2 separate regions of the Mus musculus genome follow, and region 1 is linked to region 2. A link is a contact called in public promoter capture Hi-C data. All regions are on one chromosome and are shown on one strand. The core of a region is the stretch at or near the end of the contact, and the rest is flanking DNA. Distances in the headings are between cores, read along the strand shown.

The links. Promoter capture Hi-C pulls out the DNA fragments that hold promoters and counts their contacts.
Region 1: a promoter capture Hi-C map of second pharyngeal arch cranial neural crest shows a contact between it and region 2, with 2.2 times the contacts expected there. The contact joins the promoter of Nipal1 here to the enhancer-like site in region 2. A contact is called at or near these places in 16 of 39 promoter capture datasets (the 3T3-L1 cell line, 3T3-L1-derived adipocytes, the C10 cell line and 10 more), 2 of 115 datasets of contacts at active chromatin or transcription factors (both in embryonic stem cells) and 2 of 9 other capture datasets (liver and pancreatic islet).

The regions. Positions count from the first base shown.
Region 1 is chr5:72,646,019-72,652,527 of GRCm38.p6, forward strand. It overlaps Nipal1 (NIPA-like domain containing 1), which reads left to right and starts at 1,778. Exons shown (of 6, transcript NM_001081205.1): 1 at 1,778-1,915. The coding sequence starts at 1,870.
Region 2 is chr5:72,370,729-72,376,458 of GRCm38.p6, forward strand. Corin (corin, serine peptidase) reads right to left here. Exons shown (of 22, transcript NM_016869.3): 6 at 1,370-1,483. Among named protein-coding and RNA genes, the nearest start is that of Gm23712, 45 kb to the right of the region's middle. Within about 2 kb of position 3,278, at least 3 of the 459 cell types and tissues checked have an H3K27ac peak or open chromatin away from gene starts, as enhancers often do. A contact at or near this core is called in second pharyngeal arch cranial neural crest, where this site is marked.

The DNA.
Region 1 (6,509 bases), core at 528-3,027, 270 kb after region 2:
CAGTGATCTTGAGCAAGTTTTCTTCTTTTTTTTTTCCCCAGAGTGTTTTCTCACATACTTAGAACTGGAATAAATAAGATTTATAACAAAGTACTTCCTGCCAAAACCAGACTGCCATCCCGACGTGCAGGAAAGATGATTCAGAAGATAACAGCGCTGCCTGGGCCTGAGAACCAGAACCCACGTAAAAATGGTATACAACTATAACCCCAGCCTTCCCGCTGATGGGTTTCTGGGGCTTGCTGACTAGCCAGGCTTGGGTTCAGTGACAGGCCCCATCGAGGAAGTAAAGAGTGATAGAGCAGAATACTCAGCGCCCCCTTCTGGCTTCCACAGGCACACCCGCATGTGCACCTGCATACACACGTGTGCATTCGTGTGCAAACAAAGAAAACTCATGAATCTCAAAGGAACATTCTCAAGGCTTTTTTTAAGTGAAGATATAAAGCATAAAGTGGAAAATAACAACAGCTATTATCATTTTGAATGCTTTTAATATAAATTAAACAATTTTTTATAAAGTGCTTAGGGTTAGGGTTTGCCACATTGTAACTGATGTTTGTTAAATAGTAAGAAGTACCTGGGATCAGATTTATTATCATTGCCAGTCTATGGTGAAGACAAAACGTGAAATCTGATGTCCAAAGAAAGCATCTAAGTAGATGTCTACTTCACAAGGCTTCCAATTCAAAACTGGCTTAAACCGTCTTTGCCACTTCCACCTGATCCTGCCCCTCCCCCATTCTTTTTCCACAGGTCATGCCCATAGACAAAAAGTATGCATCTTAAACTACTGACTAATTTGGTTTTAAGTTTTGTCTCATAAACCTGAAAACAAGAAAAGCAAGATGGATCTCTGCAGTGAAACTCTTAGGCAATAAAGTTAATTCTAGCTGTTCGTGAATACCTAGAGCCTATGGGGGTACAGCAGTCAAGCGCAAAGGCACCCCAGAAAAACACACAATCTCGGCTCTTCCGGCTGAGGGCTTCAGCAGTAAGTGTGACCACTTCATGAGGCATAATAAATACCTCGTGACTAAGTTACTTCACCGCTTTCTCTACCTTATCCTTATCCCTCACCTGCAAACTGTAGTTAATAAATTGTGCTGTAAATTGTAATGAGTTGACTCATGCATGTTATGTAGTGTACTGCTGGAATATCATGAACTTCAGCGTGGGAACAGGTCTTCTCAGTTTGGGCATTGCTGATCCCTGAAAAGCTTATTTCATATACGACTGGGCGTGGGGATAAGGCAGCTGGGTGGGTGGAGAGGGAAATGCCTGATTGTTGAAAACAGGTAAGCACGGGTATTGTAAGACAAGGAGGACAACGGCGTGCACGAGAGAGCAGAAGCACCAAGCCTGTTCGAAAAAAATCCCAGAATAAACTTTAGCATGGACTCAGCACAGAACTCCAGCAGACAGCGCCTTGTGCCACAAAAGCCAGTGATGAGAAAGACCCACTGACGTTGGCCAGCACTTCGTCTGCTCCAGGACAACCAGAAGGGGGCCTCGGGACAGCCTCTCCATCACTAAATTCCCCGAGTGACTTCGGCAGCATCCACGCTGTAACCTCATCTCCTCCTGGCAGGTGTTTCTGGACTAAGCACCTGTGCAGCTCCCGGGTCCACCCTGCAGACACCGGTGACTGAAGGAACTTCTGCGGCGATGAGCGAGCGGTGGGCGGAAAATGAGCCTCAAACCACCCCATGCCCCACCCAGTCACTCTCATTGGCTGAGCCTGCCACGGGGGCGGAGGCAGCGCACACCCTTCGCTGACTCCACCGATCCGCCGGAACGAAAGCGGGTCCCGGGACACTGGTGTGTGAGAAACTATTGCTAGCACAGAGGAAGCCCGGTCCCCAGGCCATGGGGGTACAGCTGAGGCTGCCACCCGGAGAGCCCTGCCATGAAGGTGAGTGTCAGTCCCAGCGGTGGGACAGTTGGGTCACTTGGGTAGCTGGGAGCCCAGATGCGAGGTCTCAAAACTAGACTCAGAAAAATGTGCGGATTCTTAACGCGCCGTCTTCTAATCATTTAGTATTCCAGTCGTCCAGTCGGCTGTCCCACCAACGGGACAGTAAATACTTAGCTGAGCCCACTGCACTCCAGACTCTGTGGGGAAGCCCAAGTCGGAGCAGGACAGAAGTGACGCCCACTTAGTCCCCCGGCTGGCTCAATGTTGATTACGTCCTACTGAGTGTGTGGCAGGGAAATTCAGGATGCTTGCTGAGGGCAGATTCCAGGGTTTGATCCAGGAGGAGGTTTCCTGGCTCAGCCTCAACTCCGGAGTACATGGCAGAGGGCGTGCCGGGGATCCCGTGGGCTTCCCACAGTGCTCCCTGAACACACTGTGCCTGAGTCCCACGGAGAGATCGCTCAGGTATGACTTACTGGGCAATCCTTTGAGTAGGGTGACTACTCCAACAGGGAACTGGGAGTGCCCTTTTGTTAGTTCTTCCTCAGGGCTAGACTGGGATTTCCAGCCCACACCTTGCCTGGTAAAACCCCTGGGCCCCACCCCTTGACCTTTGCCAGATGTTCCTCACTTCCACTGGCTTCTTGCAGTCTCTACACAGAAGGTCAGAGAAAACTGAATGGAAGTAAGGGGAAAGGTGGGGCAACCTTGGGAAATGTGCATTGCAAACGAAATTATCGGTTTTTTTTTTAATCCCCACTGGTGTCAGGTCATTTCTAACCTACTTGCTAACGACTCAAAGAAGCTGTCTGGTAAGACCTGTGCCTTACAGTGAGTGCTTCCCAGCCTAATGCTACGACCATGTAACTACAGCTCCTCGTGTTGTAGAGATTCGTGTCCTTGCTTCTTGGCCTTTCCAGCTTATAACTTAACGAGGGAATAGAAAGAAAAGGGGGGAGAGACAGAAGAAGAGAGAGGACTCATCAAATCCCAGCTAGTAAGAAAGGGGAAAGGTGTGTAAAAGAAAATGTGCAACAATTCACAAACTATCCCCACATTGAGACCGGTATCCCTAAGGCAGCTGCATCTAGGGTTGTTTCCTAGACAGTCATGCGCTTAGTGGCAGTTGGTCCCTTTTCTAAATAATTCTGGAGCTGCCAAGTCAGATCGTCACTAATGCACCCTGCCCTTGTTTGTTCAAGGATCTGAGAGCAGATTGCACCCACTCATTTGACCTCTGGATATTTTTCCTGCTTTGCTCATGCATTTAGTAACTACAAGAAGTATTGGAGCTCTGTGTCACCCGATGATTAACCGTGCAGGAAGGTACTGGGAAAGATGGGAGAGGCCAATCTGTAATTTCAGTAGTAGGAGACTAGGTTTTAGGCCTAGTGTATCCACTTGGCTCTCTTTCTTCCTCTCTAAAGTAGGAAGAAATCTTGTTGACAGAGTAGGTAGCACTGGGTTACCTCAGGAAATCTACAGGGCAGAACCCTGGCGGGTCTTAAATGGAGTCTGGTTTTCCTTGATTTGTTTGAGGTGATGAACAAGAATCCTGTGAGCCGAGCACTGGCCTAGGTCCTAAAGGACTGTCATCAGTCTGGCCTTCAATGCTAGCACTCCCAATCTGTTTACTACCCTGATGACAGGACATTCCGAGAAGCAAATGACTTGAGAGTGTAGAGCTGTGACAAAGTCTAACAGTCAATGTACTGAAGCTGGAGGTGGTCTGCAGATTGGGTGGCCCAGATCCTCTAGAGAAAGTTTTTAATCTACCCGAGATCAAAATGATGAGCTAATCATGGAGTCTGAGGATAAAGTCGTTTCATAAGATGCCCCCCAAAAGTTACAGTAGTACTTTGATTTTGACTTTTAAAACCATGACTGAATACTTCAAAAGATCTTATAATCCCAAATTATCACAAAATAAAAAGACAAACTTAAATACTCAAAGTTTTTTTTTTCTAATTTGGTTTCAGTACTATTTGCAAGTGTTCTAACAGAACTCAAATCAACTTCAACAGCCAAAACCGCTTTTATTAGCAGAGGAAACACGGCCCTGGGGAAACCGAATGCCAGACTTAACAGCCATCCCCTGGAACACACATTTTGTGTCAGGGACCGTGGAAGTGATGTTATGATGGGCTCAAGGGCAGATATCCTGGGCTGCCAAAAGGACATTCATAAATTCTCACGTCTAAGGAGCTCTTAGCTGACTTGGGGTTCAAAAAGCAAGCTTCAGGCAGAGGAGAATCAAGGGTTTTCAAAGTTTTCTTTCATGGAGTGAAGCCACTTGTCCAGACCATAGCTTGACAACAGAGGGAAAATGCCTGTGATATTTAAAGCTGACCTTTCCTGTCTTCCTGACCTGAATGTCTTTGGTTTTAAGAAAAGAAATCAGGAGCTAGAGAGATGGCTCAGTGGTCAAGTGCACTGACTGCCCTTTCAGAGGGCATGAGCTTGATTACGGCAGCCACGAGACAGTTCGCACTCATCTATAACTCTAGTTCCAGGGTATCAGACACCATTTTCTGACCTCTGAGGATACCAGGCATGTATGTGGTGCACAGACATACACACAAGCAAAACACCTATATACATAAGACAAAAATAACTTCAGAAAAGTTTAAGATGAGGCAATTGAGGAATAGTGACTCAGAATTGGCTGTATCCTTTTCTGTTTCTATACTGATATGTATGTGTGTGTCTGTGTGTCTGTGTGTGTGTGTGTGTGTGTATCTTGAAAATTCAAAACATTCCTATAGAACATATCCGTTCACATTCCTGCATAACTAAATTCTGTAGTTTTGGTATCCATTTTTACAGATACAGAAAGTGAACCAGAGAACTTAAAATGGCTTCATAGTTAGTGTTCAATGAAACATGGCATTCCTTGGGCCTGTATTTCACCTGTAGGTGCATACAGTACTTTGGATGGTGCATCTTTTCTGAATTCACATTGCAGCCTTTATTCCAGTGTGGCTGGAGTGAGGAATGGGGCCTCGGAGAAATACCTTATAAGATCAGGGGCCATCGTGCAAGAAACTACATCCCGAGCATCCTTCATGCAAAATGCTTAGGATCAGAAGTATTTTTAGATAAAACTGAGTTTCCTGATGTGGACTTGTTCAGTAATGTCCTATCAGTGCACCAAAGCATCTATCTTGTAGCATTTGGAATTTTTTGATGGTGGATGCTGTAGTGGTTATTCCTGATTGTCAATTTGACTATATCTGGAGTGAACTACAATCCAGAATTAGAAGGCTCACCTGTGATCCAGATCTTGAGGCTAGAAGACACAAGTTTCTGACCTAGATCTTGCCCTGGAGATCTTGAGGTGTAGTGGCCATGAAATGCTTTGGCCCAGGCAAAGTAGTATACGCCTTTAATCCCAGGAGACAGAGGCAAGGCTTGGAGATCTCTGATTTCAAGGTTAGTCTGGGACAAAGCAAATCCCAGATCCAGGTGTGGTGGTACACTCCTTTAATCTGGGTCACACCTTCTACTGGAGACCTACTTAAGGACATTGAAAGAAGGAAGATTATCTCTCTTTGCCTGCTTGCCTTGTGAGACTCAGCAACTGCTAGATCATTGGACTTCCATTCACAGTTGCTGCTGACCATTGTTGGGGAGTTGGACTACAGACTGTAAATCAACAACCAATTCCCTTACTATATAAAGACTACCCATAGGTTCTGTGACTCTAGAGAACCCTGACTAATACAGATGTCCAACCTGAAGTCGCTGTGTATGAAAGAGGCCTGAAAGCTCACCCTAAGAAGACACGGGGAAGGGGAGGCTGTCACCAGGAGCCCAACCCTGAGGCCATGCTGATTTCAGACTCCCAGTTTCCAGAGCTGCTGGAATTCACTGCTGCTTACATCATCAAAGACACGGGACTGGCACAACACCCCGAGTCTACCCCATGGCCTCTGAGACATGACAAGTTTCTTAGCATTGGACACATCACTCTTCCAAAAAATACATGTGATAGGCATTTCTCAAAGTCTGTGAAATGGTGATAGTTTTTGCTACTAAGACACTTTGGTTTTCTTTGTAAACTATAACTGTTTATCAAATGCTCTGAAAGATTTCCACCATGTCTTCAGACTAAAACACAATGTTTCTAAGTCCTAAAAGATTTCTTGCGTGCCAAAATTAAGCACTACTTAAAAAACATCCCTCTAACTCCCCAAAACAGAATAAGATTCTCCACTAAAAGCTGATCAGGAAACACTGGTGTGTACTAGCAGTAGGTTGTTGAGCCTGGTATTTAGTAGGAACTATAAATGATTTTAAAAACTTAAAGTATGCATGCAAGGTTACTGGAATGTTTCTTAAGTTCCTTTCCTGCATTTTCATTTAAAATTGTTTGTTTAGTTATTTATTCACTTTTAGGGTGTTTTGTTTTGTTTTGTTTTGAGACAAGGTCTCACTACATAGTTTTAGCTGGCTTGGAATTCACTGAGGATCAGGCTAACCTTGAACTTAGAGACTTACCAGCCTCTGCTCCCAGCACTGGATTCAGAGTGAGTGCCACCTTACCTGGCTTCCCTTTTACTTTTCTCCAAGAGGAAAATTTGAGTAACCT
Region 2 (5,730 bases), core at 2,028-4,527:
TCGATAGAAGCTCATGTTGAAATGCTGCACACATCAAACATTCAGGCTCAGGAGATGCCCTCTGATGGTCAGAAACAATAGCATGCCAAGTTTTCTATGTTTCACTATGGGGCTTCATAGAGACAGTTGCTAAAGGGATGTATTTTCTCAATGGGCCAGATCATGTCATTTTAAGGTATGAATATAATGCCAGCTAAGACATCATTATGTACCTTCCAGAGTAGCAATAACGTCTTATTCAGTTGGTAACTAGGAAAATTGAACTCCTTCAGATTGTATCTTAAATACTCAAAGCACTAACAGTGTTTACAATCAATGCTCAGCACCAGAGAACAAAATGACAGAGCCAGAGCCTGCTGCACAGGACTAAAGGCACGTGTTGACACTGAATAATGCCCCAGTACTGGCCACAGCAGGAGATGACAAGAGATTTTACTGCATCCCCATCAGATGAACGTAATCCAATTGAACCTTTCAGAATCCCTCCCGGTGGTCATTTTGAATAGTATTTTTGGCTAATGTAACAGTGATAGTCCTTAATGTAACCACATAGGCTAAAACGATGTTTTACCTGTAAATTTGCATGCATAGGCTTTCCTGAAGAGAAAATACTATGTTGTAAAATAAAAGAAAATCCTTACTAAAAATAACGGTTTTCAAAATATACGTAGCATAACTTAATTCCTACTACCTACTAAGTAATAGACAAAATAAATAAATGTACAAACAAATAAGGGTGAGAGTTCACAGGAGAAAAAGGTTGAAGATATTTAGCATTAAACACTTGATTTAAACTGCAGCTTTTCTCAAACCTTTAATATATCAGCATGTGTTGAAACTCTCTAAGAAGTTGACACAAAGCTTTTCCTAACCATTCTTTTTCACTCAGCCATTTTTTAAAAAAAGTTGTGTACTATGAAACCACATTTTGATGAACAGCACTCTGATACTATGATATGCTACCTGCCCCAAATTCCAGCAAACGAACATCCTAACCCTCTGCACAGGGAAAAGAGTTGGTACCTGGTAAACAGGACTCTCTCCACTAAGGCAGCAGTCTCAATCTCTCACCAAGGTTGGGTGAGTCTCCCAGGAAGGAAACCCAGCTCTACCCATGCTGACTGTGATTAATTTATACATTGGTAAAGCAGCCGGAGCACAGTGGCTCAGCTCTGGAGCAGGGTGCAAGCCCAACATGGTGGCTCTGGGGGAGACAAACCTATTGGCTTCACCCAGAATGGCAAACCAATGGCCGTCTACTAATGGCCAGGCTGGCTGTCAGTATCTGACAGGGCAGTGGCATAGGTGTCTAGGCTCCTCAGTAGAATCCCTTCCCACCCAGCTAAGCCCCACAGGGCCTGTCACCTACTGCAATGCGCCTCGTCGCTCCAGTCATCACAGTCATTATAGCCGTTACACTGCAGCTTCTTGGGGACGCAGAGCCCGCTGGTACACAGGAAGCTCTCGCCCCCTCCACAGAGTGCTGGAAAAGTAAGGGGAAGAGGTCAGAACATGTTTCTTTATTCTTTTAAACTTAGGAGAGAGAAAAAAATTAAAAATAATAAAAAGTTCCTTTGAGATTTGACAGATTTCCTTCCAGAACCCCTCGCTGTCATTTTTCACCATTTCCTCATTGGACTCTGGAATGCTCACGGTAGAATTATCTAGAAGGCATCTCTACATGGTCCATCCTTTCGTCTCAGCTCCAAACTTTGTCTCTGTAACTCCTTGCATGGGTGTTTTGTTCCCACTTCTAAGGAGGGGCATAGTATCCACACTTCAGTCTTCATTCTTCTTGAGTTTCATGTGTTTAGCAAATTGTATCTTATATCTTGGGTATCCTAGGTCTTGGGCTAATATCCACTTATCAGTGAGTACATATTGTGTGAGTTCCTTTGTGAATGTGTTACCTCACTCAGGATGATGCCCTCCAGGTCCATCCATTTGGCTAGGAATTTCATAAATTCATTCTTTTTAATAGCTGAGTAGTAATATCCAGGGATCCACCCCATAATCAGCTTCCAAACGCTGACACCATTGCATACACTAGCAAGATTTTATCGAAAGGACCCAGATGTAGCTGTCTCTTGTGAGACTATGCCGCGGCCTAGCAAACACAGAAGCGGATGCTCACAGTCAGCTATTGGATGGATCACAGGGCTCCCAATGGAGGAGCTAGAGAAAGTACCCAAGGAGCTAAAGGGGTCTGCAACCCTATAGGTGGAACAACATTATGAACTAACCAGTACCCCGGAGCTCTTGACTCTAGCTGCATATTATCAAAAGATGGCCTAGTCGGCCATCACTGGAAAGAGAGGCCCATTGGACACGCAAACTGTATATGCCCCAGTACAGGGGAGCGCCAGGGCCAAAAAAATGGGAATGAGTGGGTAGGAAAGTGGGGGGTGAGGGTATGGGGGACTTTTGGGATAGCATTGGAAATGTAATTGAGGAAAATATGTAATAAAAATAAATAAATAAATAAATAAAAAGAATTATCTAGAAGGAACCCAAACAGTGCTGGCTGGAGAGAGCCAGGTACCAGCGGGCTTCACACAAGAGGTTTGTGTGTTCGGAAACAATAGAGCACTCAGCCCTAACAAGTGCACAGTGTATGTGTGGAGAAAATGCTCAATTGGAAGATGTTGTTCTAAGCGATTGCAAACAACGTGAGAGTGGAGTGCTATTGACCGAACAAGGAGTTCCCTCTCTAAATGCCACTGTGTGCTGCTCAGAGAGAGTTCTCATAAAAACAGTCAGACAAAAGATGAGCTCTGGAATACGGGAGCAGAGACCCCGTGCCCTGCAGTTGAAATATATTTGCTTGCCTTAACAAAAGGTTAAAGGGTAAGGCAGTGTTTGGGCACAGGACAGGCGACACCTTACTTATTAACTAATGATATTTTCTATTATTTTTGTCATTGACAATGAACAGTTACATTTGACTACCTTTTGCTATTATCATGATATTCCCTTTTTTCTTCTTCTTTAAATTTCAACAACTATTTTGACAACTTGAAAATTACAATATGTAACAAATTTCAGATAGAAAGTCAGAAAGGTCACTAATCAAAAGGAAACATCAATGAAGCAGATACAAATAAAGTTCTATGTGTGCTTATGTGCACCAGGTATTTTTTAAACTATAGAACATTTGACTCAAAAATCTGGTTTCTTGGACTTGGTGCAAAGGAAATTAATATTAATACAGAAAAGTCTTACTTTAAGGCTATTCATACCACCCTTGCTTATGATGAGGAAACCATAAGGTAGCAATTACATAAAACACAGGGACTGCCTAAATCAATTTGGTAACTCCACAGTAAAGAATACTGTTAGTGTTACTGAAAATGTACACCACAGAAAATAACTCAACATCCTGGGGACAAGTTCAAGATACTTCAAGTGAAAAAGGCACTGGCTGGTGTTAAATAGCGTGTTATAACTTGTCATAGATCAAGGCCAACTACTGTAATTATACCTACTAGAAATACTCAGGACAATTTCTATTTTGTTTCATTCTGAATTTTACAAATATAGTGATCAAGCGTATTTCTCTAGTCAGAGAAAAATGCTAACTTTTTGGGAAGGGATGGTACAGTTTTAGAATAGGAGAAAATAAAATCGTCAAAGCTAGTATGCATCCCAGTCACAGGGATGGTTGCCTGGTCACGGTCTCCTGAAGTACGTATTCCTTGATCATGTGACTCTTGTACCCTTAATAGTGGGAACTGAGAACTGGATAACTCTTTGATGTGAAAACGGAAATGAAGAATAGAACAAAGCAAGAACTGCAGGTAGGGAATCCCGTCTGTCACCATTTTCAGATGTTCCTGGCTGGCACTTAAGAAGGTTCTAGATTCATATTTGATGGGAAAAGTCACACAAATCTCCAACATGGCCACACATTATCACAAAGCCAAAAGGAAATAAGTATTGCTATATCCATGATCTTTTTCCCCAAAGCGCTCATGAAAATCAGTGTTTTGATTTGCTGGAAACAAAGTCCTAGATGATCAGATAATCTCACAATATCAATAATAAAAATATAGTTTTCATTGAATCTTATAGTTTCAGAATCAATCTAATTAATTACATAGTGAATCTCAACTGCCAAAGTACTCAATAAGTCTAAGGTGTGCAGTGAAGGAGAACTGAACACAGGCGTGAATGTATGTACTAAATATAACTACAAGTACAGACTCCTAATGGGCACACAGGAAACCAGATGTAAAATGAAGCCATGCCCTAGGGCTTTACCAGCTGGTCTATGTCAAGGGGTGTCAATCCTACTGTGAGATTGGTGCCCTACTGTACAAACCATGGAGGGCAAAAGTCCATGTCTGCCTTTCCGTGGCTGCCTCAGGGAGCACTGCATCCCCACCTATGGCTCTGGTGAGTCCTCAGGAAATGGAGCTGAAAGCCTGGCATGAACTAGTTCCTGACTTCCATATCTCAAAACCTCACGTAAACATGACATTAGTGAAGCCATTGCTGGATGTGGTCATCTAAAATCTAGGTCAAATTTAAACCCTAGTCTGCTGGTGCTGATGTGTTATTGACCTCTCTTGTCGTGGCTGATTCATCGGAAGGTGACTTCTTGATGGTGTAACATTTGAAGGGGGTGGGCCAGTCTAAGAAAGTTTTAAGTCATTGAAAACAGTGTTTTTCTTCTTGCTTTCAAAGTTTCAAGAAGACAAATAGTGCCCATTTTCTCTCATTTGTTGTTTATACAATTTATATTAATACATAAAGTAATGTATGTATATCTGATATTTAAGTAAGGGCAGATTTGTTTAGTAAGTGAGTAAGGGGATGGGGAGGGTGGAGAAGGTGGAAGGAGGAAGCAGCAAGGACTACACACCAAGTACATTGTATACCTGCATAAGCATGCTCTTATGGAATACAGCATTGTGTACAATGAACACACAGAGAAAAGGAGAAACCGAGAAAGTTCAAAGTCTTGTCATCAGTATCACTTTTAAAAAATTAGAGTATAAAGAATCTTTCCTGTTTGAATATTGTATGTAGAATTTGCCATTTCCTTGCATAAGCTTTTCAATTTCAAAAGAAAAAAAAGGTATAAACATCAACTTTGAGTTCCTAAAATTCAAGGCAGACATTCTCGCTCCGGCATCCTTGGAGGAAATGGTAATTTACAGATAGACGAACTCAAGTACCAAGAAGTTAAGACAGCAGTGGCCCAAAGCTATAATGCTAGTAAGAGGTTTAAACAAGTCAGCCCAGGATCTTGAGGTACAGACTGCAGCCCAGTCCTCCACACCCCACCCATTCTGCTGTTCTGCTAGCAACCTTAATGGTGTTAGCTGAGCCTGATTCCAGGGTACTGGGTATGAGCCAAAGTTCAAACTGTCTTTCTTTCTCTCTGTAAACAAAAGACAGATGTCTGTTCTCCAGGTGAATCGGATCCAGATGAAGTGACATTCCACATCAACACTGGCTTTTTGGAAGACATCCTAAGAGAGCACTTAGCAAGTTTCTGCAGAGGTTTTGCCGTAAATTTCACTGTCTTCTACCAATTGTCTTTTCACCGCCTTTGAATTATCACTCAGATGATAAAGAGAGATCCTGATAAGGCATGCTGTACCATCTTGACACTGCATACCGCTTCGTCTGCAATTCTATAAGGAATGTGCTGAACTTAAATTAAAATCAATAGCCAGCAGATCAATAGAATAGTCATTAATTATTTGAGATGAGATTTACAGA